7 separate regions of the Mus musculus genome follow, and regions 2, 3, 4, 5, 6 and 7 are each linked to region 1. Evidence: chromatin contacts called from public Hi-C, HiChIP or PLAC-seq and promoter capture Hi-C data. All regions are on one chromosome and are shown on one strand. The core of a region is the stretch at or near the end of the contact, and the rest is flanking DNA. Distances in the headings are between cores, read along the strand shown.

Region 1 (4,163 bases), core at 496-2,995:
TTGCTAAACAGAATTCCAATGGCTCATGCTCTAAGATCAACAATTGATAAATGTGATCTCATAAAACTGGAAAGCTTCGTCCATTGGTTGGGCGCAAATATCTGTACCTGACTTCTTTCAGCTGCTTGTTGGGTCTTTCAGAGTGCAATCATTATTTGTGAGCTCTCCATAGCCTCAATAATGGTGTCAGGCCTTGGGACCTCTCCTAGAGCTGGATCCTATTTTGGGCCTGTCACTGGACCTTCTTTTCCTCAGGCTCCTGTCCATTTCCATCCCTATTATTCTTTCAGACAGGAACAATTATGGGTCAGAGATGTGACTATGGGATGGCAACCCCATCCCTCACTTGTCTTCCTGCTGGAGGTGGACTCTATAAGTTCCCTCTCCCTACTGTCGGGCATTTCATCTAAGGTCCCTCCCTTTGATTCCTGGGAGTCTCTTATACCCACAACAAGGTTGGTGATAGTGATACCTTCAACATTTTTTTTCAGGATTGTTTTAGCCATCGTGATTTTGTGGTGTGTGTGTGTGTGTGTGTGTGTGTGTGTGTATCTAAAACTTAACATTCTACGTTCTGTAAAGAATTGTGTTGGAAGTTTGGTGGCAATTGCTTTGACTTTGTAGATTGCCTGTGGTAGAATGGTAGAATGGCCATTTTTACTGTATTTATCTATGAACATGGGGGGATTTTTATGTTTTCTGAAATTTTCTCAATTTCTTTCTTCATTGTCTTAAAGTTTTTCTTGTACAATCTTTCACTTGTCTTGTTTGAGTTACTCCAAGATAGTTCATGTTTTTTGAGGCCGTTGTGAAATGTATTGTTTCCCTGGACAATATGTTCCTTGGAAATGGGAACCTGCTCCTTGAAGAGTCACCCAGGAGGCATTTGTCACATTCAAGTGGATCTCAGCGAGTTCCAGGACAGCCGGGCTATACATACAGTGAGACCCTGTCTCAATTCTACTCGGCTGGTGTGTGTGTGTGTGTGTAGGTTGGTGGTGGTGTGGACATTGGGTGGACATGGTTGCAAACGCCTGTAATCCTCTAATTTGGGTGGCTATTGCAGAAGGCTCCCAGATTAGCCAGATCTAAATTGCAAGTTCGAGGCTATCCCTGGCTGCACAGTGAAGCAAAGAAAAAACACAGAACAACCCAAAAACTGGCAGCTGCTATTAGGATAAGCAGGCCAACTAGAACTTTCTGCTAAGCATTTTGCTTAAGTAGTAAAAATCTAATCTCGAGCTCCCGTGATATCAATGACTTTTGTGTGGAGTTTATTCCTTCAAGTAAAAAGTTAATTTTATCTCTGTGCCGTCTATGGGAAAACTCCGTGAGACACTGAGAAAGCTTTGATCAATGGCGCTTGTCCCTCAAACAGCAAATCGGTCCTATTCTCATGAGGAAGGCTGAGTCATCGCTTCAGATTATCAGCCAACGTTCCAGGTAGAGCGCATCTGAGATAAACCAGAGCGCCAGAGACCATATCCAGCAATTCCGGGAAACTCAGTCCAAGCAGCTCAAGTTCACTACGGTGGCCGCTAAGGCCATGCAAGCTACAGTCAGAAGGGGAAGAGTGCGCTTGCGCGCCTCACTACACAGTCTGGAACTAATGGGATTTCTTGAAGGGTTCGTCATTCTCGGCTATTCTATTGGCCAAGGAAAGGGAGGACCCGCCTCTCCGCGTAGCCCATTGGCCTCGTGTCCAGGTAGGGCGGGGCCAGGAGTCCCGTTGCATCAGCTGGTTAGCTGGTTCCGCCTGTGGCCACGTGGCGCACGCGCAGTGCGGAATTGTAGGTCTACACCGCCGGCTTGGGGTCTTCTCTGCGGTGCAGCTCACGGGTTTTGTCTCTCTGTGGTCCTTCCATGTCGCAGGAGAAGGCTAGCAGCCCTTCGGGGAAGATGGACGGCGAGAAGCCGGTGAGCAGGCGCCGTGGGGTGCAGAGAGCGGATGTGTTCTGGGAGCCGGCACTGCCCGGCGGGGCAGGAGTGGAAAGTAGCAGGGAGCAGTCGGTATTGGGGGCCCTGGGTAATAAGTTAGGAACTCTTGCTGGCAGGGTCTGGGGGGTGGGGGGGCATCTTCATCCTAGAGATCTGTGAATTGAGACTGAGTGGTTTGCTCAGATAGTAAGCATTTGGGGCTTAGACTCCCGCGCTTGTATTTTTTCACTAAAATAAGCGGGAAGAACATTTGAAGAACTTTTTAAAATCCTAAACTGCGTGGAGCAAAAAGCTCTAGTTAGGAAGGAAAAGCCAGTCCCCGCGATCAGATCCAGTTTGCCCAAGATTGGGTGCTAAATAAGGCTGGATGCCCCCATTGACAGACTGTTTTGAAATTAAAGCCTCTGTCTGCCAGGTGCTGGAAGCGACCTAAATAACTTCACACACATCCCCTTTAAACTTTGCTTTGGGCTGTCACCCACTGGTTAGGAACAGCATTTGTACACTGGCGTGTTTTCTGCCCCACCCCTCTTTTACAGCCAACTGTGCCTGTGTCCCCTGTGTATTTATTTGCCCTGGCACTTAGTCAGGCAGTCCAGGTGGCTACACAAGTTAAGATCGATTCCTGACTTTGGGGGCTCCCCAAATGTGCAGGACTGGAAAATCGTACTTCTCTGATTAGCTTGGTTGAGTTATAGAGAAGCACAGTCAGACTGTTTTATTGGGTTTGGAAAAATGAGGTCAGGTAAATCAGGCAGGGCAGGGCTGTCCAGGTTCAGGGGATGAATTGTGCCCCGGCTGTACAGGGAGAGACGGGAGGGAAGTGCAGCGATTGAGGCTATCAGTATTCTCTACGTGCAGGAGTTTTGTAGGGAGGTGCTATGTATGTATTGTATTGTCAAAAAGTGACATGGCATGGGGGTTTAAGGAACATTGGAAAGGGGTGAGGCCATATGACAGATTGTCTAGGTAACCATTGCTGACGGTTGCTAGGGTCTTCATCAAGAGGAGTTTCCATCCTGATAGGGCAAATCACTAAAATGCTTGTGTATGCGCTTTAAGCTACAGATTTAAGGCGATGAATGACAGGTATACATGGATAGATTTTGTTCCTATTTCCTTATGTTTTTAAGGTGTTTTATGGTTTTATAACTTGGTTACCCCTTTGCCTCCTTCCCTGCTGTCTTTTTTTAAATATTTTTTTTATTTAGATTTATTTATTTATCATATGTAAGTGCACTGTAGCTGTCTTCAGACACTCCAGAAGAGGGAGTCAGATCTCATTACGTATGGTTGTGAGCCACCATGTGGTTGCTGGGATTTGAACTCAGGACCTTTGGAAGAGCAGTCAGTGCTCTTACCTGCTGAGCCATCTCTCCAGCCCCTCCTGCTGTCTTTTAATCCTGCTAAACCCACCCTGTTACTTCTGAGGCCGACTGGGTTCTTGAGATTCGTCTGAGGCTGGAAGCTTCTTAAGATAATCATCCCCTGAGTGGGCATGTAACACTTCAGAGTGGGACTTTGTGAGTAAAATTACTTGAAATGTGAAGTGTGATGTCATTTCCTCTGTAATAATCAGGTACCTTAAACTTCTGGCAGCTTCCTGGGCGAGGTACAGATCTGACCCCAGACTTCGCTTGTCATCGAGAGCCGTCCTCAGCCCCACAGGCTGCAAGGCCTTTTTCCTTTCACACATAATCTTCACAGCATTGTTGTGAAGAACATAATTACATTCAGTGTGAAGAGGGAAAACAGCCTAGGAGATCTGAAGTGATAAACAAGTGATCACTCAGTCCACATGTGTGCTTTAGTCTCCCTGCAGAGAGCTGGTGGGGAGGGAGGGAGGGAGGGAGGGAGATAGTGCTCCCTGTCCCTCCTCGAAATAACTCTTATTGAACATGTTACATTTTTTTATTGCTTTGCATACAGGTCCAGGTAAGCTTATTGAAGGGAAAGTTACAGGGACAGTTATAAATGAAATTTGAGGAAGTGCGCATTGATAAGTGGCCTTTTCTTCCTTTCTTAGAGATTGTTTTAATTGTAAGTTGTGTAACTTGACTTTACTAGTGATGGAGTTTCCAATCTTTCAAAATGAGGTTGTCCATTTTATTTCATTGTTTTAAGATGATAGCTTTCTTAGCTGCAGTTCTGGAGAAGGTGTCAAGTTAGGCTGAAGTGCGAGAGTTCTCTTTTGCTTCTTCAGGTGGATGCCAGCGAGGAGAAGC
Region 2 (4,163 bases), core at 669-3,168, 500 kb after region 1:
ACCCTACTCCTGCACTAGATAAATATCTATTGAAGTCTACTGTGAATCAGGTCCAGTTAGGCTCTTGAGACACTACAGTGAGCCCCAGGCACAGACACACTACACAGCCAGCTCTCCCAGCACCTGAGAGTGTTTGATTTGCTGCTCTGGGGCAAGTTATGGTTGACTGCACTGATACAGCCCAATTCCCTCCTGAGCAAATCAGTTTTACACTCAGTTGCTGTTCCCATGCATAAACGGAAAAACAAGACATCAGATGGTCCATGAAGTTTCTAAGAGATGTTGCAGAGGTGGCTGGTGTCTGTCTGTGCACTGTCTTCTTTGCTGGATGAGTGAAAACATCTTTGACTAATCAAAGGCTATGCTGATCCTTTCGTTTTGGATGGCAAATGAGTTAAAGCAACCTGGTGTTATTTGGTATTCTTTGTCTTTGGTTTGTATTTTGTGTGGCTTTAAGATAGTTTAGATGACATTGGACAGTTTGTGAAACTATGATGCTTTCGTTCAGAAGCCAGTCTTCCCCAAATGCTCACAAAGACTGAACTTCTGATGGGTGGCTGTTATAAACATAAATATTGTTGGGGCAGCCTGGTTGGTTTTTTAAGCTTTTTATCCTTTTAGGGACAGCCCTTCGAACTGCATCAAGCTGTGGTAAGATAATCAATTCTTTAAGATTGCTAGAGAATGCCATAGGAATTCATAGGATGTCCTTTGCCTTCTGAAAAAGGCAAGATCTGGAAAAAATTAATAAATCAATAAATCAGCTTGAGAGTCGTTGCCCAACAGGTGGCACTGTTACTCTGCTCCAAAAGTCACAGTACCATTTGGCTGGGTTTCCAGAAGCAAAAGAATTAACTTTTTGAGTTTACTGTAATAAAGAATGACAGACTAGCCAAGGCTGCATTCTGTGTTAGAACACTTGCATAGTCTTATACAAGGCCCTGAGTTCACACTCGGTGTTGAGGACAAAGACAAGTTATGGTTGAAATTATTGGACAACTTTCTGCTCAAACTGCAGTATAAAATAAAGGAACTTTTTAAAGTGTGTACCAGGGATGCCTGTCCAAGGAAAAAACTGCCTTTGAGGGATGAACATGGTGGATTTTCCAGGAGTGAAAACTTTAGCAGTTAATGATTAGACTGCTCTCCTAGTAATCTCATAGATGCAAGGAGAAACACCACCAATCTAAATCATCATGGCCAAGTTAATTAGAGCAAGCAATTACTTAAAGCAAGCTTTGTATTGGTGTACACAGACTGCCACCCCCTAAGGTAGGGTTTGAGAGGTCAACATTGGATGTGAGAAACACAAGGTTTTTATAGTTTAGGGGTAGGGAGTCCTCAAATGAAGGATTTAACAGGCAAAAAGGGAGAGGGCTATAGGAACAGAGCATGAGTGTAGTTATGCATAATTACCTCCTGAAACATAGGATGACTGCAAGGTGGTCATAACAACAGGCAGTCATAATGACCCTTCTGCAACAAAGGTACAATTGCGAAATGGCTATTAATTTTTGTGAAGCAAAGACATGATTGCCATTTTAGAACAGACAGTACATAACCATTTGTAGTTAAGCTCAAATGTGAGGCGTGGTCCAGTCCTTCAAAAAAACAGAGGTTTAACCATAAACAGGAGTGAGCCTAGCCTGTCCGATAGTAAATAATGAGGCTTTTACACCTAAGATGGTGACAGGTTGGCTCTTCACCCCCACAGTCCTACCCCTAAGCCTGCACAATTGTGTGCAGTGTACACATAGATGTGATCCAGAATCCAGGCTTTCCCAAGTTAGTCCTCCCTACCTTTGGGGAGACCCAATGGACACAGAGCACTTTTCTCTCTGTCACTTGGAGGCTCTCGGACAAGTCCGAACCGGCTGCTTCATAGCCAGTCCTTCAGATATTTGCGTGCGGCTCTCATGCTGTCTGTGTCTTTTCTCCTCCAGAGTAAACATCATGGTGGTTACAACATTCTGGGCAGTGTGCTAGACATGGCTCTTTCTTTGCCATTGCAAATTATAGAAACAGGCTCTGACTTGCTCTTTTGAGATGTCTCAAGGAACTCAGATAAGCATCACACAAGTCAGGAAGGCTGGGTCTGGGATCCAGAGCAGAGGCCTCGGTCCAGCTTACATCATCGGCTTACTTTCTCTTATCTTGAATGTTTTTTGTTTTTGTTTTTTTGAGACATGGTATCATGTGTCAGGCTAACTTCTCTGTCCTTATGCAGCCAAGAATGACTCTGACCCCCTGCTTCTCCTGCCTCTACCTTTGGATTGTAGAGATGACTGGTGTGTGCTGGGCCTCATTAATTTTCTGTGATTTCTTTGTGTAGTTTAGTAATTATCACGGTCTCCTAACAAGCACAAATTTACAAGCAAAGTTAAACCTTACTAAATCAATAAATGAAAAAAAAAAAACTAAAGCCCATTGGTATAGATTTAATAATAAACATCCTGCCATTTACACAGCTCACAGGTGACTCATCTCTGGGCCTCTCAATTTCAAGTTTCAACCTCATAATCAGACCCTAAAGACCAGTCTTGGGATCAAAGCCCCCCTCTGGCCAGTCTGCCTTAGACAGAGCCTGCGTTACCTATCTGACACATGGCCCAATCCAGACAAGAAAACACAAGTCTTCCCATTTGTTCCTGGTTCTTATCTCTCATGTTAAGCTGGAGTCGTTTGCTATGTTCCTTTTGGTGGTACCTTGGCAAGTGCTGGGAGTGTGTGTGCTTGACCCACTGAGCAGAGCAGGCTATCCATCCTGCCACTTTGGCCTCTAGACATCCATCACTGCAGCCTGTGCTGGTGTGTCTGCTCCTTTGGGTCACATTACATGGCTGTTGTTAGCTTGTGTCTCCTTACTGTGGCCAAGTGGTCTTATGACTGTAAACCCAGGCAGTCTCCTCGTTCATGACCTCTAACTTGCCAGAAGACATTTTACAAAAGCCTTTTGGATTTCGACTCCATTCCCCATTTAGAGCAGAAATCTATACCAACAGGCTTTTCTTTTTTAATTTACTGATTTAGTAAAGTTTAATTTTGCTTGTTAACTTTTGTTTTTCAGGAGACCATGATAATTACTGAACTACACAGAGAAATCACAGAAAATTAATGAGGCAGCACACACCAGTCATCTCGACACTACAAAGGTAGAGGCATGAGAAACAGAGTGTCTGAGTCATTCTTGGCTACATAAGGACAGAGAAGTTAGCCTGACACATGATATCATGTCAAAAAAAAAAAGGCAAAAAGATAACAAATAAAACCTTCAAGATATGAGAAAGTACATATTATATAATATATAATTTATAGTTTAATAAAAAAGTAAGCACCCTCAATGAAGATTATTGGGGGGGGGGGTGTTTGGTTGGTTGGTTGTGGGTTTTGTTTGCTTTTTGTCTGTTTATTGCTAACAGAATAAGCCAAAAGGCAAACGCTAAGATATAAACTGTGGCTTATATCTCTTAGTGAGTTGGATGCAATTCTTGGTGTCCTTCCTTATGTGTGTCACTGGACACATGACCATGCTTCACTCAGCAGTGGCTGTGTGTGAGACCACAGTCTCATGATTATGATCCCGCCCTCAGCAGGATCATCTTACACTCTAATGGTCACAAAGAGGAGCTACACAGCCATGCATTTCGCAGAACATGTTGCTCTTGTAAAGCAAGAAATGACTACTTTTCTTTTCACTTTATAATGCCAGATTTGGTTTTTTCCTCCGATCAAAGCAATTTAAGTGTGTAAAGAGCCGACCCAGTTGGTACATGCTTGCAGCTCTTATAGAAAAGATCTGGGTATGGTGGTGAGCTGTAATCCCAGCATTGGGAGGAGTGCTGGAGAGATGGGAGGGTTCTGGAGTTCACTAGCCCCTCAGGACACACGCGCTCCCGAGCATACACACACACACACACACACACACACACACACATACACAAACGCACATGCACAGAGAAAGAGAGAGAGAGGTGGGGGAGGGAGGGAGGGAGAGAGGGGGGATAATATTGTTGTTTTAAGAATTCTTACTTCATATCTTGAGTATTGGCATGTTTTTTGCACTTCTGCAGCTAAGGAAGTTTTATTTGCTTCAGCTGTCCCAGGCACAGGATTTTCTTCCCATTCTCCCTTTCCCCCACCTTTCTTAATAATAAGATCACCCA
Region 3 (4,163 bases), core at 477-2,976, 460 kb before region 1:
ATCCGAGCCATCCTCTCAGGCCAGCTAATGTGTATTTCAAGTACAAAGTACAGATACGTTAAGTGTTTACCAAATGTAGAATTATCTTGGGCCTTGGAGCTACCCATGTAGCAGTCCCAAACCACTCCTGATGCTTGCTGTCTTCAGTGATACATGGGACTCAGACAAGATTCACTTCCAAGGCCTTACTATGCCCATTTGACAAGGCGATGCTGCCATTACTAGCTCTGAAGGGGAGAAAGCAATCCATGGCTCATCTCTTATTTGCTCTCTTTCAAAATTCCACTTTTTCCTTATGTGATCTTCAGCTGAATGAGAGGGTTAGAAGGCATGTCTTCTTCAGATGCTCTTGAGAAATTAACACCCACAGCTTTCCTCATTTGTATCGGGAACCAACGGTTTGTGGTAAGGAAGATAGAACCACCGTGTGACAGGCTTGGCTTCATGTGAATGCCACAGGCAAAACCCCAGGATGGTCCAGCTTGGCACTCCCCTTTGGGAGCGTTCTCCCAGCATCCCCCACCTGAGAGCTTTGAGGGCTTTTCTGGTGTCCAGGCACCCCCTTTTTACAGGTTCCTCTCACGATTCATGGCATTTGAAGTGGGCAGCACGCTCTACTTTGAGCATTGAGCAGTTCATCTAAACAGGAATTTGCCTCCCCGGGGAGCAATGGGGGAAGATACTGTGCACTGTAACAGAGCGGGGCATGCAAGAGTGCCATCTGTCATCTATGCTCATTTGAAAAAGGAAAAAATATGATTACTTTTATTTGGCTTTTTCCATGAGAGAGAATGGCTAGCAGCGCTGGCAGACAAGAGGTCACATCGTGACTCCACGTGTACAGCCTGTCTGCATGGGTCAGTGATACTGTCCGATGGAGATCGCAAACAGCCATGTTTTCTTAATGCAACAGCTTCATTATCTGGCCCGGGAGTGGCTGCACTTAGGAATTTAAGAGCTCAGCAAATGATGCTAAGCGGGGATTTTCTGGCTAGAAGGATGTTACGGTGGAGGGTTTTGATTGTCAACTTTCAAGGATCTGGCATCTCAGAGGAGACAATCTCCTGGGCACACCCAAGGAGTTATTTAGATTACATAAATCTGTGGACATGCCTGTGAGGCATTGTCTAATTGAAGCAGGAGAGGCCACACGAAAGGCAGCTTCCCTGAACTAGGATCCTGGGTTGCGTCCAAAGGAAGAAGCTAGCTTACACAAGCATTCACTGCTCTCTGCCTCCTGAGCACTGCAGTGCAGTGGGAGTCGCCGGCTCAAGCTGCTGCTACCAGGATTTAACCTCTCTGAGGACTGCTCCCTTGACCTGTGAGGCAAGACAAGCCTTTCTGTCCCTCCGCTCCTCTTGTCAGGGTACTTAGGTAACTAAAACAGATGATGAACACTCAAAAGAAGTTAATGCCTAGTTAAGGGCATCCCATTTCCTGTGCTTGGTAACAACAGTATGGTCTGTCATAGCCAGGACCTTGAGGTTCAAGGGTTGTTTTGTCCAGAGACAGGGAGGCACACCAAGTAATCTGGCTCCTTCTAGCTGGGAAGTCCAAAGGAAGGTATTCTTAATACAGCTTAATATCGTCTTCTCCCCCTCTCTCATTGTTTTTCTCCTTAATTTGCACTTGCAATTTTCGGCGCCTGTAATGTGCTAACGGGTTTCCCTCCCACTAAAAACCATGTGTGAGAGTGAGAATGTTCTCTGTGAGAAAAGACAGTGTCTGGGGGTTTGTTTCTGACTTGAGGGCTTATGAGGTAGGTGCGATGAAACCTCCTCCGCAGAGGGCCAGGGCGCCAGCTTCACTGGGGTCAGCATCTCTTCTGCTAATTGTGGCAAGAGAGGGAGACACTCCACTCTTTAAGGAGGTAACTGTTGCAATCTACTTGGAAATCAAGACAGAAGGAGATTTCAGACCAGAGTTTACGCCCAGAGCCTGCCTTGTTCGGCGTCAAACTTGTTAGGACAAAACCAATTCAAGTTCATCTTTCTTAGCCGTTGATTGTTCTTCCTATAGAGGATGCCTATGTTCTTCCTATAGAGAATGCCTCAAGAAGGAAGGAATTGGAAAGAGACAGTTAGGGCATGGTACTAGGGTGTATGACCAGGCCCATCAATGGCCCACATCAGTATGGCATCTCTGGATGAGGATTTAGAGAGGAGGACAGAAGGAGGAGGAGGAAGAAGAAGAGGAGGAAGAAGAGAAGAAAAGGAGGAGGGAGAAGAAGAGGATGAGAATGAGGAGGGAAAGGAGGAGGCAGACACAGTAAACAGGGTGAGGCCCTAGAACTCATGTCATATTTTAAGCAGAGATGCAGTAGGGGGCCCAAGAGTAGGGATTTACAGAGTGTTACAGGCAAGAACAAAACTCAGGAAGACTGAGCAAAACGATGGTACTTCTCATGCAGGTGTTGCTTGCATGAACATGGGTGGGGCATCATTTCCTGGAGGATGGGCAACTCCACAGTGGCTATGCCATTGAAGAACATGACTCCTTCTCTGGAAGCCAACAGTTAGCAGCAGATAGCTCTTCAGGAAGATGTGGGAAGTCTAGTGCTCTCTTAGAGGCCCCACCTCCCTAACATGTTCCAACCAGGATCCCATGCCATTCCCCTGTAGCAAGGTGATTTCTTTAAAGTTATAGAAGAGAAGATAGACCCATAGGGGAAGCATGGCTATGTTAAATTTAACAGCTAAGCTCTACTTGTTAAAATTCATCAGCATGCATGCTTTCTCAAATCATGATGACTTCATGGTCTAAGTGAAAAATTTGTATTCCTTTGGAAAATTAAATTAGCATATTCAAGGCACCCGAAAATTATCTTTGACTGGTAGATGTTATTTCTATAGCATTCTCTGCCTAAGAAAACAGTGTCTCTGAGACTTAAGCTTGGCAGCTAAGAGCAAGAACCCAAGGCATTCATGGTCTCAGGGACTTCCGTGAGTGTTTCATTTTAATCCCCAGAAAATCTCTGTGAGGCGATCCAGTGCTAAATTAAGCCTTGTATTTCACAAATGAGGAATCTGGAGATTTGAGGGGTTGAGTGAGGAGTCCCAGTTAGGAGTGGACTATAGATCCAGCTAGTTGCCAACTACAAGATCTCTGTGACCTTGAACCTGTCCTATGTGCCCTGAGGGTCGGTGGGATAAACAAATTTGGACAGTGCTTTCTACTAGGTGGTATGAGGATCATGGTGCTATAAGAGATCTGTCTGGGGCACCAGGGTGTGAATGAGGAGCCCTACTTTCCATCAAGAATAAAATGGGTCAATAAAAGCGATTGCTTATTGGAATTAGAAGCTAAGCAGAATCCTTGGGTTTAAGACTTCTCATCTCTAGAAAATCACAGCAATCCAAGCTAACGGGGTGATGGTGGCAGGAGCTGTGTGAAGACTTTTACATTCATTAACCTGATAGCAACCCCAGAAGGAAGGCACTGTTATTTCTTTAACTTTTAAGATGAGGAACTGAAGGCCCAGAACCATGGAGGCACACAGCTGCAAAAGGCAAAGCTGGAGCAGCCCAGGTTCTGGACTTTGGCAAGTCTGAAATATTTGGTCCTATGATGCAAAACAAGACTCAAGGAGGGGGTAGGATAAGGACAAATGAAACTAGGTGTTGAGCTGCCCTATGTGGGTGTGCCCATGAAAGAGATGATGTTATTCATGTATCTTGAATGGGGAGACGCCATCTGTGAATAGGCCCTTGAGTTGGGCCATACAGAACATCAGTGGGGGTGTTCTTCCTGTGGGTTCCCCTTTAGAAGAACTGGGCAGGCCGTTTCTCACACAAGCACCTCCCAGATTCATTGAGGAATGTTCAATTCTTCATGTAACCTTGGCTTTCTGTCATTAACTCCATCTCTTGAAACAAGGTATGAATATTTTTGTGCCGTTTGTACCATTTGCAAATTACCCAGTGTTTCAAGATGGTATTTGATCATTTCACTCCAGTTTATGTTGTAATGGTATACATGTGGAAGAAGGACCTACCCAAGGGATTTCATAGTCTTTCTCAGGAGGAAATAATGCAAGTCAAGTTATCGAGTGCCTACCAAGGACAGGCCAAGCTCCCTGGGGAGGACTCTTGATCCCAGTGGTCTGAGTTTCCACCTGTTGTCTCCATGTGGCCTTCATCCTCTCGCCTCAGCTCAGCAGAGCA
Region 4 (4,163 bases), core at 962-3,461, 440 kb before region 1:
GCCAGGAGAGTCCTGGTAAAAGTCCCAGTCAGTTTCCTTTCTTCTCAGTCTGATTGGGTGGCAAGTGGCCTCTGCCTCTTGATAATGAAGTGAAACTCTGAAGAAGGCATAGACAAGGACCAAAGGGAGACTGTGATAGCTGGATGATTTCAGAGTGCTGAACACGTACATCCAAAAACGCGTTCTCTCACCAGAGTGGAGGGGCTAATGTTGAACCTGTGGCCATGTCATGCCTGCCTTCTGCCTCCTCTATTGCTGACGCAGTCCTTTGGATTCTCCTCAGAATTCCCTCCTGTGAAGCTGTGGTTTGCCCGAAAGAAGACCTTTGTCTCTCAGCTGTCATAAGGAATAGCTTTCCTACTATTAGCTGCCCTCAGGACCAGGAATACGATGGATATAATGCTTTCGTGAAGTTGTGACCAAATTATCTAACAGAAACAGGAGAAAGAAAGATTTATTTTGGCTCTTGGAGTCAGAGGGCTTGGCTCATGGTTGTTTAGACCCATGTTTCTGGGTTTGTGTGAGACAGAACATCATGTCAGAGGGCACATGTAGAGGAATAGATAGGCTATTCACAGGAACCAGAGGAAAGGGATTCAGGAGGGGACCAGAATGAGCCGTAGTCCCCCAAACATACACCCAGTCATTTACTTTATCTGCTTAGACCCCATCTACATTTAACCAACTCCCAGTAGCATCACCAGATCCGGATTTCACCAAGGGACCATTCTATCTCCAAAAGCCCACCATCTGACAATCAAACTCCCAAGCCTGATCCTGTTGGTGACACTTCACATTTAGGTAATAACAACAGGAATGCTATCGAGTTCTCCCACCATGCCTCACTAAGAGGATGAGACCACTAAGTAGCTGTCCTATGCAGAGTGGTCAGCCTGGAAACTACATGCACACATCCTGTGAAAGTGGACCCAACAGTCTATATGTATACATACATACATACATACATACATACACATACACACATATATAATATACCTATATACATATATACATGTGACAATAATAATCAAATGAAGTTAAGTTATCAGCTTGAATTGGGGAGCATGGAAGGGGTTTGATGAGTTTCTGAGAGGGGGGAAAGGGAGGGGGAATGATGTAATTCTATTTCAATTAAAACATTAAAAAATTTAATGAAGAAAAAAGGACAGTGTTACCAAGTGGTAGGTTTGTCGGTATAGACCAAAGAGTTTCCTTCCCCCCCCCCCCCCACATATTACATTCAAAGGGACAGAGAGGCATGAATCAGCATGCAGGCTGAGAGAGAGCACACTACAGGGGAGGTTGTGGGATTCCAGGTCTCCAGAGAGCCTTCCTCTTTCCAGATCCAGCAGCCTCAAGGCCAGGGTAGTGATAACCATTCTTCCAGAAGAGACCCAGAACAGGGCTGCCTTCCAGGCTGTGCAACTCTTCTGCCATGAAGCAGAGTGGTCAGAGCCAGGCATTCTCTGGTGGGGCAGAGGTTAGCCTGGGGAAGGCTTGAGAAATAGCAGTTGTTCAGGAAAGACATCCCTCAAAGCAGAAATATCCTGGGTGGTCTTAAAGGTATTTCATGCTTCAGGCAAACGTCGAGCAAGAGAGAGCATATTGAAGCAAAGCTTGCCGCCTCATGTCTTAAGTGTGCACACCTTAGACTATCCTCCGCATTTCACTCAGAAGGGAAGTGCAAAGCATTTGGAGTGCATGCCTTCTCTGTTGGAGGATGCTAAGTGTCTATTGAGGGCCACCCGCAGCCCAGGGTTGGGCTCAGCATCTGTGTTCCCTCCTTCAATTTCTTCAGCTCTGTGACAAGGTTGGTTTTCCTCCTCGCCTCAGAGATACATAAACTGAGGCGTTGAAGTAACCTGCTTTGGGTTTCAAAGTGATCAAGAGGCCAGAGCTACAGTCTCAAGTCAGGCACCCGGCTCTCGGTGGTGGCGTCACCCATCCATTTAGTAATAAGCCACCGTCATTTTCTGCTCTCTGTGAGTGACTTCTCTTTCTGTTACCATCCATGTCCAGTCAGATCCCAGCTCTTCATTTCACCATCACTACATGAGACCTGATCTCCTGATCCCAAGGAAGCAGGGAAGAGACTATTTCTTCACTCTGTCTCTGAGCATTCTTTTCCCCCTCTCCTTCCTCACACAAATGCTGCATCCTGCATTCCTGAAATACTTGGTGCATTTGATACCCTGAGCCTCTTGACTCTCACTCTCCACAGGTCAGATTCCACAATCTGTCACTCTGATTCTTTGAGGCTTGTGGCACTGGCTTAGTCACTATTTGTCTGGTTCAGGAAAATTGTGCTGAACTTGATGACATCAACTGATTCCTTTCTTGCCCAGAAATCATCTCTTTCTTGTCAGACTTTTTTTTTTTTTTTTTTTTGAAATGGTCTTATGCAGTTTGGCTAGCCCTACACTTGCTACAGAGCCAAGGATGACCTTGAACTCCAGACTCCTTATCCTCTCCCCTCCCCTCCCCTCCCCTCCCCTCCCCTCCCCTCCCCTCCCCTCCCCTCCCCAATACTGCTACCCAGGCCCGGACCACCAAGCCTGACTGCTTATTTAGATTTTATTTCCCACTGATCTTCCTGCCCAGTGACTCTTTACTTCATACTAGTCAAACCTTTATCTGAAGTCCAAATCCAGTTTCTTCTGTAAGCTTTCTTGTCCACCATAATCTCTAGTGAGGGGCTATGAATCAGTGGTCCGTGGATTTGTTTTGATTTGTTTGTTTGCTTAGAAAAGAAAGGATGTCTATGGGTGGAGCCAGTTCTCCAATTTGCTGACCCCCCTGCACCACTAGTGTTCTGATACTTTTCCTCACTTATTTGTATTAGGGCTTTAGGCCTTGCAAACTCTGAGTACACAGATAATTAGGCAAGTATGCAGGCTGTGTGGCTCCTCTCCCGTCTCAATTCCCTCTCAGCGCCGTGCATGCGTCCAAGCTTCTGGTTGTTAGAGAATTTTCTGATGCCACTTCTTTTCCTCAAGCGTCTCTGTCGAGCACAGGTTTCAAAACAAAACATTTCTTACGTCTGGGGAATTATGACTTAAAGAAAGTCCAATATGGTTTCTGTAATGCTAATATTCACCCCGCGGAGCTGGGAGGACGGCTCAGGGGGTAATAGTGCTTCCGATTCAAGCATGAGGGCGGAAGTGAATTGGAATCCCTAGCACTTTTGTAAAACCAAACAAACAGAAAAACAGGCATGATGTGATGCCTTTACCTGTAACACTGGGGCACAGAGACCGGTCACTCCTCGGAACTCTCTAGAAAGCCGGCTTAGCTTCTAGTTCACTGAGAGAACCGTGACACCAGGATAGAAAATGATACAAAACCAAGACATTCTATAGTCTTTCTCTGGTTTTTACTTCTGTGTACATGGGTGCTAGCACACACATGCATACACACATGCATGCAACACACACACACACACACACACACACACACACACACACACACACACACACACTTACCCAGTAATATTCCTCATTTCTAAAGCTAGTCCCTCAAGAAGGTCTTCAAAGTTCTAACTCTCGTGCTTCTGTTTGATAGATTGTGCTCCCCTAAACCATAGCATCTTTCAGAGCCTCAGTTTCCCTTTTTGTACAAACAAGAAAGCAACGAAGACATTGTAAGGTTTAGAAGCACTGTGCTCAAAGCTCATATCTTCATGAGGTAAATGTTACCAACTGTTCCTCACGTTCTTAGGCTCCCAGGGTCAAGAGTAGCTCATAGATAGGAAACAGGAGTCTTGTTGGTGTACAGCCTTAGAGCGGGAGGTCTCCTTTGCAGTGTGTAGCTTTGTTCTTCAGCTGGGAACACTAGGCACAGATTGGGTTCAACTTTTCTACCATGTGCTCTCTGCACACCACACAGTCCTCATGTCTGTCTTAAAGAGGAACTCTGGTTACCTCTGTGACACAGAGTGACACAGCAACTTACCTGGGTCATGCAACTGGGAACTGAGAGCCAGACATGCCAGAGAAGCATGTGTGTTGGAGCTTACATGCATGTCTCTCAGAGCTGGCTCTTTCAAGGGTCATACAAAATTTATGTTTTATCTTTCTTAATGTCTTTTTCTTCTTGAGAATTCTCTCATACTCTGACTATAGCTAAGTGATCAGCGAGTCACCCTTAGACCCAAACTATGGAGA
Region 5 (4,163 bases), core at 803-3,302, 380 kb before region 1:
GACAGCTGAAAATCAGTCTATTTGTTTGTGTTTTGATGCTAAATTTTCTTCTGTTCATCTATATGTTTAAGTTTGTGTCAATCATATTACACTCTTTCTGTTTACTATATCCTTACAATAAGTTTTAAAGTTGGCAAGTTTGAATACTTCAACTTTGTTCACCTTATTTCCTATTGCTTTGGTTTTTAGTGCCATCTTATAATTCTGAGTGATTTTACTCCTATTTTTGCAAAAACAGCTGTGTTGAAGAAAGAGGAGTGGTTCTGTAGGTTGTTTTGGGAATATTGCCTTTTTGACAGCTCAAACTCTTCCAATCCATAAACACCAACACCAGATTATTTTTCCCCTAGTATTTCTTTAGTTTCAGTATACCTATCTCACAATCAATTTATTCCTAAGTGTTTTACTCTTCTATTTTACTTTTTATATTTAAGGATTCCTCTTCATTTTTATTTTTATTTTTTAATGTGTAATAGGTGACTTTGTCTGCATGAGTATCTATGCATCACATGTGCAGTGCCTGCGGAGGCCTGAAGAGGGTATTAGATGCCCTAGGACTAGAGGTATATATGATTGTGAACCAGTATGCAAATGTTGGGAATCAAACCTGGATCCTCTGGAAGAGCAGTAGGTGCACTGAACTGGTGTGCAATTGTTTTGGTGTCTAGTATTTTACTATTTCTGATGCTACTAGAAGTAGGGTAGGTTTGTAGTTACTGTATGTGTACTATAGGGCACCCATGCATTTATTGTTTATGTACACACAGATATGACACAAATACACACACACACACACACACACCAAATATTGCACATAAAATATGCTTGTAGCTGTTGATGAGAGTTGTCAGTAAAAAGTTTTCTGACTACCATGACATTTACAGTGTTAAGAATTTATATAGATGAATGGTTAGAAACATCTCTACTCTGCATTTCCTTCCTTTAATATTTTAAGAGAATATTTTTTCTGAAGTTACTTGTGGCCATCTTTGTTCACCCAGGCTTTGGGAAGTGGTAAATACAAAGAGAAAAATCTTAGAATCTGGATTCAGGCTCTAGTGGTGAACTTCCTGCTTTAGGTAAGTGTCTCTTACCTATGGAGGTCACTGTGTTATTGTAAGCTTGAGATTTGCTAAATGGGAAAACCAAAATCTGCTTCACAGAGTTCTGAGAATTAAATGATGCATCTCCCATGAGCGTTCTTTATACTAAGATATGAAGGTACACAGTCTGGGTGATCCATGAAAGCATTCACCACATTCCCTTCATTCCTCAAGAAGGAACACAGGATTTTGAAAGATTTATCTATTGTGTTTATTCTACGAACTCATACTCTCAGTACAATTCAATATTAGGAACGATAGTAAATGTGCAAAATACTTGTGTTGTACATGGACATATATTGTTTTTTACGTGATAAATGAGGAGTCAGTGTTCCTACTTTTTGGCAGTGGCATACAGAAGAGCTAACTGATTTAAATAGAGACCATGGTAGCCAATCATGGCTCCTTTCTTAGGACAATCATAGACAAAGACCATTACAATATATTTTTTCCAATGAAAGTAAATGATGTGGATACATTTTCCTATAAACACACAGTTAATGGGAACACCAGAAGCTGCTCATAATCTTGATATTTGTGAGTGGTTCTTAGTTAGGTGAACAGCAGGGGAAGAGGGTATAGGTAGCTTTGGGGATAGCATTTGAAATGTAAATGAAGAAAATATCTAATAAAAAACAGAAAAAAAATTTCTACCTGAACATTTTAGTGATGGATGTTTTTCTTGGTTACTTAACATCCCTTCAGCATCCTTCAGGCTTAGGATGCTAAATTCAAAATAAGGCTCTCGTTTTATGTCTGTTTTATAGATACATAACTTTTTAAATAGTTCTGATACAATGTGAGACTTTGATTTCTCCAAAAAAAAAGTAGAAAAGAAAATACGTTTGAAAATATCATGTGTGATTGAGGTAAGCTGATCCAATAAGACGTCTCAGACACGGTTCAGAGGGTGCAAATGCATTCCAGATGACACGTGAGTCTCACTAAGTAGAAATGTCCGAGGAGCTTTAACAGATGGTTAGTAAAGCAGATCTTTTGGAGGAGCCCAAGCCCCAGGTATTAGTGAGCCTGTTTGATCAGAGGAATTGGAAATGGCTTAAAGAATGCTGTGCCTGGAAGAAATAGCATGATCCAAGAAGAACATTTGAAAGAAATTAAGTTTTTTTTTCCCCTAAGCTTATTTGTCTTGTGTAGAAGTCCCATTGACAATCTACTCCTGGCCAAAGCATCCCATTAGAATGTAGATGGAGAAGATTTCTTTATTGATGGGGATTTGTAAACAAATAGGATGAATGTAATGAACTTAAAGGGTGTTAGCAAAAATTACATGTGTATCCTTGTCTATGGATTTGAGAAGGGAAGTAGAAAGGATAAAAGAGTTCGGTTCTTCCCTTGGGTGTTAGGTATTGTTTTGAGTATAGAAGTAGTGTTGGCATCTCCATGCCTTAGTCTCCTTTGTGAAATCCTTCTCCCAGACTGTAAGACAGCTCCTTGTGAGCAAGACATCTCTCCACCTTTAAAATGAAAACAATGAGTTGTATTTCTCTTTCTGAATAAGAACACATGAACGTTATGTTAGGTTTTTTGATTTATTAGCAAGGGCTGACAATGATTCATATCTGCTAGGGACTGAGTCTGGGAAGAGAAATGAGAATTAAAAAAATGTTTAGAGAAACCAAAGATCTGAAAGAATATTGATTGGATTTATATCGTAGGAGTAATCATCGGGGTCTATAAAATTGATTTCTAGGGATTGGCAGTGAGTCGGTTTAGAGCTTATTTTTCACCAGAGAACATTTTGGAGGTATATTAATCAGAGTCAAAAGGGTGTGCTCCGTTAACAAGCCCAATATCTCAGTGACTGAGGCACATCATTTTGTTTCTTGAGCCTGCTTTGTACTTAAGAGCCAAGTCTGAAGAAGGCTTCAGCATTTTTCCAGCTGAGGAACATTCGGGTATGCAACCTTGGCTGCCATAAAGGAAGAAGAGAGAGTTTAGGGTCTTGTCTTGACAAAGACTTCTGTGCAGGTCAATCTATTCAAATCTTTTGAATATGGAGTCAAATTACCTACTCTATCTTCCAGGGGATGGGGAATATATCCTGTGTTGTAAGAAAGGGGCAAAAAGATCCCAACACAAACTCTACTGCAAGAAAGCAGATAATAATAAAAGATGAGAAGAGGAAAACATTTATCATAAGGCGAAGGACCTTGGAATATTTTCCAGTCCACCTTAGGATAAGATACAATCTAGTTGCCCTGTTTGATAGTGCACATGACCTTTGGCTTCTGTGTGCTTATATGACTTCACTTTTTCTTGCTCTTGACAAGTTTCTTCACCTTTTGGATATTTTCTGTTCTTAGTGTGAACCAAGCTTGTACTTCCTCAGACGATCTTGCATTTACTGTTCATTGTGCCTGGGATGCTCGCCTTCTCCTCAAACATGTGCCTGCAACTCACACAGTATTTCATGTGCCTTCTACTCACACAGTATTTGGCCATAATCTTAGAGACAACTTACTCAACTCATCAGTCCAAATAAGCCACAGTTCCTAGCTATTTCCTACCTATGTAGCTGTTGCATTTAAGTTTTCCCTCTCTGCTCCTTCCTTCCTCCTCTCCCTCCATTCCTTTTCTTATCTTGTGGAGTTTGGGGCCTTGCTTATCTAGAAATATGCTCTACCATATCTTCCGTTTTTAGGCTAGAATGTGCAATCATATAATATTTCCATATTTATTTGTCTCTTTCCGAGTTGTTTTTCTTCACTGCACTATGCTCATTTGACTAAGGATTTTGGTTATCTACTTCACCAGTGTATCCCCAGGATGCAGGAAGCATCTAAGAAATGTTCGTTCAATAAATGAACTCAGAAAGGGCTGACCAGAGTGCTATGGAGGCTATAACCACCAAAATGCCCTCATGGATGTAAAAAACAGGTACTTTCAACATTAACAACCATACCAAGGAAAGATCTCCAAGACCAATCATAAGAAAGACCTTGGGTACTCATACAAAACTGCAAAAGATCAATTAACTTAGGCAGTATGGTAACTTTAAGTTCAATGAGTAACTTATGTGTCTACAAATGTAATATTGGC
Region 6 (4,163 bases), core at 856-3,355, 330 kb before region 1:
ATCCCTACTCCTCCAGCATAATGCTCTTTCTTTGCTGTGGTATTCCTGTGGCATGATTCTTTGAATTGACAGTGAAAAATTAGTGGGATTCTATATTTTACAATTCCAGTAAAAATAAATCTAGGAAGATTATGTATTATCCATGCATAGGTTTGTTTCTGAATATTTCTATAAAGGGTAGGTGATACTGTCACTTCCATTTTAGAATATATTTAGAAGAAACTTTTTTTTTTCCACGATAAAAAGCCTGTAATTCTGGACTCTACTGGGCAGCAGATTTGCCATTATGAGCGGAGCAAACAATTTGCCTCCACAAAGCTTGCAGTCTTCTAGACAAGCAAAAACAAGCGAAAATGTGCTTAGGACCAGGAGAAGTGAACCTTTTACTTCAGTAGGATCCTTCAGTATCTTTCAGGTGTAACAGTATTAACCTTTTAATAATCTTCTACTCCACCCCCCCCCATTCACTTATATTAAAGCATTCATGAATTTAGTTAATATGCTTTCAATTGTGATTACTAAATGGAGACTGATGGCCAGAGAGATGTTGGCTCAAGGCTAATTGTATTTGCTGCTCTTGCAAAGGAGCAGAAATCAATTCTCAGCACCCACATCGGTGTTTACAGTCTTCTGTAACTTCTGCTACAGGGATCTTCCCGCACCTCTTGGCCTCTGAAGGCACCCACATGGATTTGTCATACACATGCACACACACACACACACACACACACACACACACACACACACACAGAGAGAGAGAGAGAGAGAGAGAGGGAGAGAGAGGGAGAGAGAGGGAGAGAGAGGGAGAGAGAGAGAGGGAGAGAGAGAGGGAGAGAGAGAATAAAACAAATGAAATGAACCTTTAAAACACCAAAATAAGCCAGAAAACCAAAGGGAGACCCAACAGAGCTTGCCTTTCCTCATTTTCACTAACACTTCCTGATAGGCCATATTGCAGAAGACTTTTTGTGTCTGTTAGTGAGTGAGCAGGCACTTGGCAAAAGCAGGAACCACATTCACAATTGTGGTTTTGTTTGTATGGTATCTAATAGAGTAACTTATGTGCAAGGTGGGAAGGATTAGAGAGGAATCAGGTCCCAGACAGATGCTATGGAAGAATCTATAGGGACAGATGTGGTTTTTAAAAATATATTAATCATTTTATTTATATGAGTACACTGCAGCTGTCTTCAGACACACACCAGAAGTGTGCATTGGATCCCATTACAGCCACCATGTGGTTGCTGGGAACTGAACTCAGGACCTCTGGAAGAGCAGTCGGTGCTCTTAACCACTGAGCCATCTCTCTAGTCCAGTTTTTTTGCTTTTTGTTTTTCAGAAGTGGTTCTGAGGCCCTGGAAAGTTAGAGTTGCATCCTAGATTGCTTCTTGTTAGAGAGCAGAGACCAGCAGAAGCCAGGAGTCTGAGAAGGTGAGAGATAGCGATCTAGAGGCTGGATTAAACTCAGCATAACTGTAGACATGAAGAATGGGGGAACTGATTGTGGGGAAATGATATGTCTATTGGTAGAAAACGAATGACGCTTATTCCTATGAGTTCTCAGTCTTCGCTGAGCATGATGGGAAAACTGGAGAAGTAGAGGACTTGGGGGTGGGAAGAGTTAAAGGTGTAGTCTAGAAGTGTAGGTGACCAGGCAAGTGAAAAAATAAACCAGGCACATGAAATAGGATCACCTTTTCCCATAGTAGTTGTGTCTGTGACGTGAGATCAGTCAACACAGCACTCCGATGGCTAAGGAAGTATTGATTTTAGTCATTAATGTTTCATTTGACAGATATTTGTCTTTGCCCAGTGGCTGTTTGAACAGCCTCTGGACTTGGTGCAGAGGGAATATCCAAGCTCACCGATGTCTAGAATCACAACCTGAGACCGTATCACAGCTGATAAGAGACAATGGAAACAGAAGAAGGTGCCGAGGAAGGCAGAAGCAGCTCTGTCTTAGCCTGAGAATGCGCGCTACAGACTGAAGATAAGCAGGCTGCAAGGAGACCAGTTGACAGGTCAAACAGCAGGAAGGAAGGGCCTTTAGATGAACAGCCAACTCCATCTTACCCTAGACTGCAAGGCTCTATCGTATTGACTCAGGGAGCAAAATGGTTTCCCTGTGTGCCGGAGTCTGTTTATTCAGTCAGGCCAAATAAGCAAGTGTGTTTGTGTATGGCAAGTATGCAGCAAGCTAGCAAGGTTCTTCCAGCATCTTCTCCATCATCATACTCTCTTGGATACACATTGTAGTGATAGGAAAGGGAGGGAGGATGTCAGGAGAAGCAGTGTGGGAGGCAGGGCCATGTTTTTTCCCCATCCTGTCCAGTCCACCAGGAAAACTCTTTCTACTAGAGATAATGGTGTTTGTTAGTCAGCATTAGGGGCAAGGCCTGTTGTGAGGTGTGAAAGGTGTGAACTTTTTCAAAAAAAAAAGAGTCACAATGTACTCTCACTCAGGGTCACAATCCATATTTTCCGTTTCAAATGAACATGTGACTCACTTCTGACTATCTCTAAACGAATTCTGACTTGGGAGGTGGACCCCATCTTTCCTGTTGTCGTCCTAATATTTTGCAAGTAGCCACTTTCAGGGATTGCCAAATGAGGTAGCTGCCGGGTCACTCTCGTGGAGGTTTTCGTCCACCCTCTCAGACCCTAAACTTTAATTACCCCAAGCTATTCCTTTTCATAATGGACCCCATGACGGTGTCTGTGGCAGGACTTGTAGTTGCCAGACTTTACACTAAGAAGTAAATTAACTGAAATTATGTTTTCCTTTAAATAGGAACTGGGCAAGTAGAATGACTGGCTGCTTTTAATTGCTCCCAACTCCTGGCTCCACGTCCCGTCACTTCTGCTTGGGGAAGGGGTAGAAGGAGCTGTGAAGGTTCTGGGATTTGGTAAGTCTCAGAATTTTTGTAGTGAGTGAATTTCTTGTGAACCAACAGCCTGCATGGCACACCTCACAGTCAGTGGCAGGAGAGACTCAGTTACTACTGAGTTTTAGAGCCTTGAGTCCTGAAGGAAAATGCCCACTGACTTTACCATGACACCAGAAGAACTGGCCAAGGCAGGCTAGTCAAAGCTGGCCCCACTGCAAAGAGTTACCGGTGAGACACTTGTCTTGCCATTCCTCATTATGAAAATAGCATATGGGATTAAGTTAAGTGGAGTTGGAGCTGCCCAGAATTTGGGGAGGAGGTCAGATGCTCATTTGGATAGGATAATTGGAGCACAATTATTCATCTTCAAGTGAAACTCCCAATTTGAAGAAAGTTCTGAAAATTGTTGGCTTTAAAAAGAAAAAAAAAAACCTTTGAATTTCTTCCCATCATCCATTAGAATTCTGCTCAGGTAGAGTGTTCCTCTGTAGAGTGTTTCAGAATCCCCACCTTCCCTGTGCTTAGGCAGTCCTCCCTCTCTTCTATGCACGGCACTCTCTGCACAGCCCAATGAGAGGCACCATTACAATGGAAAACAAGCAAGCAAGCAAGCAAGCAAGCAAGCAAGCAGGCAAGCAAATGTGTGCTTTCTTGTGTATCTGTTCCACTAGCTCGTGGGATGACGGCTGCAAGAGCTTCCCCCACCTGTCCTTATGTCTCCAGGGGCCACACTGTGTCACAGTGAAGCTTGAGGCTGAAGACAAGCTCTTGGATATCTCCCCCAAAACATCAACTGCCAGGAATTCCTAACACTTTCATACTTTCACTGCAGGGTATGAACACTTAATTACCAAAAAAAAACAAAAACAAAAACAAACAAACAAACAAACAAACAAAAAACAAGCAAACAAAAAACCCCCAAAAACAACAAACAACAACAACAAACCACACCTGATAAGAAAGACAAATTTTTTAATCCTGGTAGAACAGGATGAGATGCGTACTTCATAGCTGTGAACAGTGATAGTCTAAGTTAGTGTTCTTAATATTGAGGCTGGAATGTTCCTTTGTACATTCCATTTATCTGTTACAGACTTGGCACACAACTGTGTGAGGTTCTATAACCAACTGGCCTCTTCAGGACATCCGTTCTCTCTCAGCTTAGGAGGGTGTTGGACAACCCTGCTATTTTTTAAAGGATCTGTTTCCTGAGACAATAAAAAAGGCCTACAGGTATGACTGCATAGAAGACATGCTTTTTGCTGGACCTCTCAA
Region 7 (4,163 bases), core at 650-3,149, 320 kb after region 1:
ATCCACTACAGTGCATAAGGATCGCCAAACTTTCAGAAATATAATTCGCCAATAAGATGCAATGAACAGAAAGGTAAAATAAAATAGCATTGGTACCTCTGGGTCAGTGGGTCAGTGGGTCAGTGATTCTTGCATCCTTATAGAAATCACCTGGGATCTTGTTAAAGTGTAAGTCTGAGTCAGAAGGTAGATACAACCATAGAATGTGCATTTCTCACAAGCTCCCATGAGATGCCCATCTGTCTAATCCATGGGCCACAAGGACCTGGTTCACCTAAAGTAACAAACGCCACAGAGGCTTTTGTATGGGGTAACGGCATTAGTATAAAATCTAGCTAAGTCCTGAGCTCTGTTCCTGACTTCCAAATCCATGGGACTTATTTCATATAGGTTGTCTGATCAAAAATAACTACTCCTGTGGCCACTAAAAGATGACCTCCCACAAGTAACTACAACTTTTTAGTATAAATTACATAGAACTTAAAGCTCAATCCTCTTGCTTGTCCATTTTCCCAAATCCCGACTAATAAATGTCAGTCAGAGGAGAAGGAACTAGCTTTTCCTAAGATTTAAGCTCCCGGAACCCATGATTCACATGGTGGCAAAAAGAATGGAGATAATAAGGCAAGAATATTTAGAGGACACTCTGGGCTCCCAGTCTTCAGTTTCTGGGAAGAAAACAGCTATGATAGACTCTGGAGCAGAGGCGTCCACGAGAAGGGAGTCATGTCCGGCTGTATGATAAATCTGTATAAACATTTAAACAAGGTTGTTAGCCCCATAATAGGGTATCTGGCCTCCTATGTCCCATATTAACAAAGGCTCTTTCTCAATTCTTCCTGCAGATGCCAGGACCCAGGCAGAGGAGAAAACAATGCCCCCTCTCCATTTCCTGGTATTGTGGGTCTCTCCCTCCCACTGCCAGTCCATCATGGTAGGAACCTACAAGGTGAAAGGATGAATGAAAAAGTAACAAACAAGAAAGAGAGGTGGGGCTCACTGTGTTTAGGAGCCTGCCCCACAAAGCACCCACAGTGAAGCTAGGAATTTCCACCAGCCAGACGCTCAGTCTAATGTCTCATGTCTGAGTAAGCATGGGCTTGAACAGACAACCCCAAAGGTCAGAAGTCAGGGGACATTCCTCAGCCAGAAGCAGAGGCAGGGGATAAACAGAGCCATTTGTTCCCCTTCCCCTGGGAAGATATAATGACCTCTGACACTCAGGCAACCACTACTCAGATGAGTTTTTAAAAATATGAACCCCCCCCCACATTTGTGTTCAGGTATCAGACGAGATTAAAATATGAACCCCCACATTTGTGTTCAGGAGCCAAGCAAGAAGCCTGGAGGGGTGAGTTTCCCACACTCCTCAGCTTCATCTGTCCTCATCTGGAGTTCCAGAACAAGAACTCAGAAATATTACCACATTCTTTCTGTGTGTGGTAAAGGAGCCAGTGGGGGTTTTACAACTGGCCCGAACTGGACTGCCTTTGAGGGTGTTCATAGTCTCAAACATCACTCCTCTAGCTACACTATCCAACACAGGACCCCAGTATTTAAATGCCACGAATCCTCACTCAGCATTAACACAGCAAGAGAATGCTTAATGCTTGCCTTGGGGGAAGTTAGGATCTAACAAGTTTAAAGTGTTCAAAATGTAGCAGCATTGGCCTCACTAATTGAAAGCTTGTTCCTTAGAACCTGCTAGACTATTCCACAGCTCCATGGCCTCCTGGATCATATGGAAAGGAGAGCTAAATTTCTTTTCAAAGCACACATTTCATTTGTTTCCATGACAGAAACGACACTCTTTAGCAGCAGCGACCTGGCAGACGGGAACAAAGGCTGCCTTCCTAAGTGATTCCTGAGTATGAATTTCAGCAGGGATGTGTCACTTCCTCAGCTGCTTGGACGATCCACAGTGATTTTTTTCTATAAACTTAAACAATACGAGCCTTTATATAGCTGCTCCAAGTCGTTACTTACTTAGGATCAAAAATAAAGAGCCCAACATTTCAGAAAATAGATTCACTCTTTATCTTGAATAAAGTGAGTTATTGGAGAGGGGAACTAGTGAGTGTTTTCTTTTTCAGCACATTGGAAACAGTCTATATGATTTAATACACACACATACACACACACACTACTCATACATACACACTATACATGCATGCATACAAACTACACATAATACATACTACACAAACACACACTACATACACACATACACTACACATACATACACACAACACATATATACACACTACACATAATACACACTACACAGACACACATACTACACACATGCTTTATACATACACATGCACACACTATACATACATAACACTACACATAATCCACACTACACAAACACACATACTACACACACTACATACACACGCAATACACACACCATACACATACATTACACATACACACACTGCACATACACATACTACACAATACACATACGCACATCTCCTCCTCCTCCTCCTCTTCCTCCACTTCTTCCTCCTTCCACTATTATGTGAAAATAAATGATTCAGGCTTTGGAAAGCATGCCGATGATGGATTGTTCTGTGTTCAGGTGATTATCATCTCAGAACCACAAAGCTGAGCTCAGAGAGTGTGACAGCAACAATTCATGGTTGAAAACTACAAGAAATCACTGGAGTGAAGGAGGTAGAGGCCAATTTAAAAGGTTCATCTATTAATAAATGAGTTTTTTTAATTAGATATTTTCTTCATTTACATTTCAAATGCTATCCCGAAAATCCCCTCTACCCTCCCCCTGCCCTGCTCCCCAACCCACCCACTCCCACTTCCTGGCCCTGGCATTCCCCTGTACTGGGTCATATAATCTTAGCAAGACCAATGGCCTCTGACCGCAGGCAAGATGAGTACGCGGTAGGTACATGTGGTACTGTGTTTTCCTTCTACCCCTATGAAAACCTCTTTAAACTTCTTCCTGACGCTTAGAGTTGGGACTCTGCAGTTCTTTGAAGGCAATGGCTGGACTGGTCTCAGAACTGTAAAGGTGATTGATAACTATCCCCTTCTTGAGTCATCGCCATCATCATCAATCACAGTGGAATAAATGCACTGTGCACTTAAAGCCATGAGCTGAAAAGGGCCACAGAGCAGCAGCAACAGCCTGGCGTTACCATGGCTACTGGATGTAGCAAAGGGACCAGCTGCACTGTGGTAGTGCACCGAGCCACAGTTTAGGAAGACAAGGAAATGTAATCTGATGTTGAAACTACACCTCTGAAGGTCTGCCATATAAAGGCTCATCCATTCAACCATAAATTACTGAATGTATTCATATTACTGTATTACTACTGTATCATGGAACATATTTAGATACATGTGAACATGACAAGGTAAAGGAGTCAGTGAAGTGAAATGAAACAAAATATCAGGGTTTTCAGAGCCAGGGCAATGGTTTGATACACATAGTCTTAGGATAACCTGAATTTAGTGTCCAGATCCTACGAGGAGGTAGAAAAGAACAGAGAGAACAAATTCTTAAGAGTTGTCCTCTCACCTTCAAGAATACCACGGTACGAATGTGCCTGCACACACACACACACACACACACACACACACACACACACACGCGCGCGCGCGCGCGCGCGTGCGCGCCTAAATAAACAAATAATAAATTTGTAAAGAAATAAAAAAAAGTTTCTCTTTAAAGTGAAATACTTAGCGTAAGTGAATACTGGAGAAGTTCACTGCAGTCTGGATGTGGAAAAAAGACTTTAAGCTGAAGGCATAAGGATAAGGAAAGTAACTAAATAGAAATAATAGAAATCAGCACAGTGCTCTAGGTCAAGAGACGAGCATACCCAAAGGCCAGGAGGCTGAGGCTGGAGTGCGCTTGGTACATTTGAGAAGCAGGGAAAGGGCATTGTTCAGAAGGAAAGTATATCAGACAGAAGGCTGGCAATGGGCAGTGCCAGGCCAGAGAGCACCTGGAACTCTGAACAGGGAGTACGATTTCACTTTCTTTGGCCAGCAGAAGACTTTAATTGAGCTAGTACTGCTGCATGTGAAAGACAAGGCTGACCACCAAGGGAAATGGCATGCAAAGAATTGGGAGGAGAGTCAAGGACAGCACTGGCAATGTCAGAGTTGGGTCCAGATGAGAGAAGGTGATA

Evidence for each region. Promoter capture Hi-C pulls out the DNA fragments that hold promoters and counts their contacts. HiChIP or PLAC-seq counts read pairs in DNA pulled down with a chosen protein or histone mark. Hi-C and Micro-C count contacts between places; a contact is called where the count stands out from the background.
Region 2: an H3K27ac HiChIP or PLAC-seq map of hepatocytes shows a contact between it and region 1, with 3 times the contacts expected there. The contact joins the enhancer-like site here to the promoter of Tars in region 1. A contact is called at or near these places in 8 of 39 promoter capture datasets (cranial neural crest, embryonic stem cells, epiblast stem cells and 3 more), 1 of 15 datasets of contacts at CTCF or cohesin (the NIH/3T3 cell line), 33 of 484 Hi-C or Micro-C datasets (the 3T3-L1 cell line, the AML12 cell line, the C2C12 cell line and 19 more), 18 of 115 datasets of contacts at active chromatin or transcription factors (the NIH/3T3 cell line, the SCID.adh cell line, astrocytes and 12 more) and 4 of 9 other capture datasets (adipose tissue, embryonic stem cells, liver and 1 more).
Region 3: a promoter capture Hi-C map of hippocampal neurons shows a contact between it and region 1, with 3 times the contacts expected there. The contact joins the enhancer-like site here to the promoter of Tars in region 1. A contact is called at or near these places in 2 of 39 promoter capture datasets (hippocampal neurons and maxillary cranial neural crest), 2 of 115 datasets of contacts at active chromatin or transcription factors (fibro-adipogenic progenitors and large pre-B cells) and 1 of 9 other capture datasets (adipose tissue).
Region 4: a contact with region 1 is called in a promoter capture Hi-C map of the 3T3-L1 cell line, with 4 times the contacts expected there. The contact joins the enhancer-like site here to the promoter of Tars in region 1. A contact is called at or near these places in 2 of 39 promoter capture datasets (the 3T3-L1 cell line and embryonic stem cells), 1 of 484 Hi-C or Micro-C datasets (the HL-1 cell line) and 1 of 115 datasets of contacts at active chromatin or transcription factors (astrocytes).
Region 5: an H3K4me3 HiChIP or PLAC-seq map of embryonic limb bud shows a contact between it and region 1, with 2.6 times the contacts expected there. The contact joins the enhancer-like site here to the promoter of Tars in region 1. A contact is called at or near these places in 1 of 39 promoter capture datasets (the 3T3-L1 cell line), 1 of 15 datasets of contacts at CTCF or cohesin (pro-B cells), 2 of 115 datasets of contacts at active chromatin or transcription factors (bone marrow-derived macrophages and embryonic limb bud) and 2 of 9 other capture datasets (adipose tissue and pancreatic islet).
Region 6: a Hi-C map of liver shows a contact between it and region 1, with 2.0 times the contacts expected there. The contact joins the enhancer-like site here to the promoter of Tars in region 1. A contact is called at or near these places in 3 of 484 Hi-C or Micro-C datasets (liver, nephron progenitors and uterus), 3 of 115 datasets of contacts at active chromatin or transcription factors (craniofacial prominence and embryonic stem cells) and 1 of 9 other capture datasets (embryonic stem cells).
Region 7: a CTCF HiChIP or PLAC-seq map of the NIH/3T3 cell line shows a contact between it and region 1, with 5 read pairs. The contact joins the enhancer-like site here to the promoter of Tars in region 1. A contact is called at or near these places in 3 of 39 promoter capture datasets (the 3T3-L1 cell line, 3T3-L1-derived adipocytes and liver), 1 of 15 datasets of contacts at CTCF or cohesin (the NIH/3T3 cell line), 2 of 115 datasets of contacts at active chromatin or transcription factors (embryonic stem cells and large pre-B cells) and 1 of 9 other capture datasets (adipose tissue).

What each region holds. Positions count from the first base shown.
Region 1 is chr15:11,397,240-11,401,402 of GRCm38.p6, reverse strand. It overlaps Tars (threonyl-tRNA synthetase), which reads left to right and starts at 1,745. Exons shown (of 19, transcript NM_033074.3): 1 at 1,745-1,917; 2 at 4,142-4,163. The coding sequence starts at 1,864.
Region 2 is chr15:10,897,921-10,902,083 of GRCm38.p6, reverse strand. No RefSeq gene overlaps it. Among named protein-coding and RNA genes, the nearest start is that of C1qtnf3, 52 kb to the left of the region's middle. Within about 2 kb of position 1,918, at least 20 of the 459 cell types and tissues checked have an H3K27ac peak or open chromatin away from gene starts, as enhancers often do. A contact at or near this core is called in the C2C12 cell line, the CH12 cell line, female germline stem cells and 2 more, where this site is marked.
Region 3 is chr15:11,859,989-11,864,151 of GRCm38.p6, reverse strand. All of the region lies in intron 3 of Npr3 (natriuretic peptide receptor 3), which reads left to right. Among named protein-coding and RNA genes, the nearest start is that of Npr3, 44 kb to the left of the region's middle. Within about 2 kb of position 1,726, at least 11 of the 459 cell types and tissues checked have an H3K27ac peak or open chromatin away from gene starts, as enhancers often do. A contact at or near this core is called in hippocampal neurons, where this site is marked.
Region 4 is chr15:11,834,104-11,838,266 of GRCm38.p6, reverse strand. No RefSeq gene overlaps it. Among named protein-coding and RNA genes, the nearest start is that of Npr3, 69 kb to the left of the region's middle. Within about 2 kb of position 2,211, at least 43 of the 459 cell types and tissues checked have an H3K27ac peak or open chromatin away from gene starts, as enhancers often do.
Region 5 is chr15:11,772,805-11,776,967 of GRCm38.p6, reverse strand. No RefSeq gene overlaps it. Among named protein-coding and RNA genes, the nearest start is that of Gm34501, 45 kb to the right of the region's middle. Within about 2 kb of position 2,052, at least 4 of the 459 cell types and tissues checked have an H3K27ac peak or open chromatin away from gene starts, as enhancers often do. A contact at or near this core is called in embryonic limb bud, where this site is marked.
Region 6 is chr15:11,723,918-11,728,080 of GRCm38.p6, reverse strand. Gm34501 (a long non-coding RNA gene) reads left to right here. Exons shown (of 3, transcript XR_383840.4): 2 at 1,340-1,431; 3 at 1,796-2,208. Among named protein-coding and RNA genes, the nearest start is that of Gm34501, 3.6 kb to the left of the region's middle. Within about 2 kb of position 2,105, at least 9 of the 459 cell types and tissues checked have an H3K27ac peak or open chromatin away from gene starts, as enhancers often do. A contact at or near this core is called in liver, where this site is marked.
Region 7 is chr15:11,082,112-11,086,274 of GRCm38.p6, reverse strand. The region is part of intron 2 of Adamts12 (a disintegrin-like and metallopeptidase (reprolysin type) with thrombospondin type 1 motif, 12); the gene reads right to left. Among named protein-coding and RNA genes, the nearest start is that of Adamts12, 19 kb to the right of the region's middle. Within about 2 kb of position 1,899, at least 80 of the 459 cell types and tissues checked have an H3K27ac peak or open chromatin away from gene starts, as enhancers often do. A contact at or near this core is called in the NIH/3T3 cell line and adipose tissue, where this site is marked.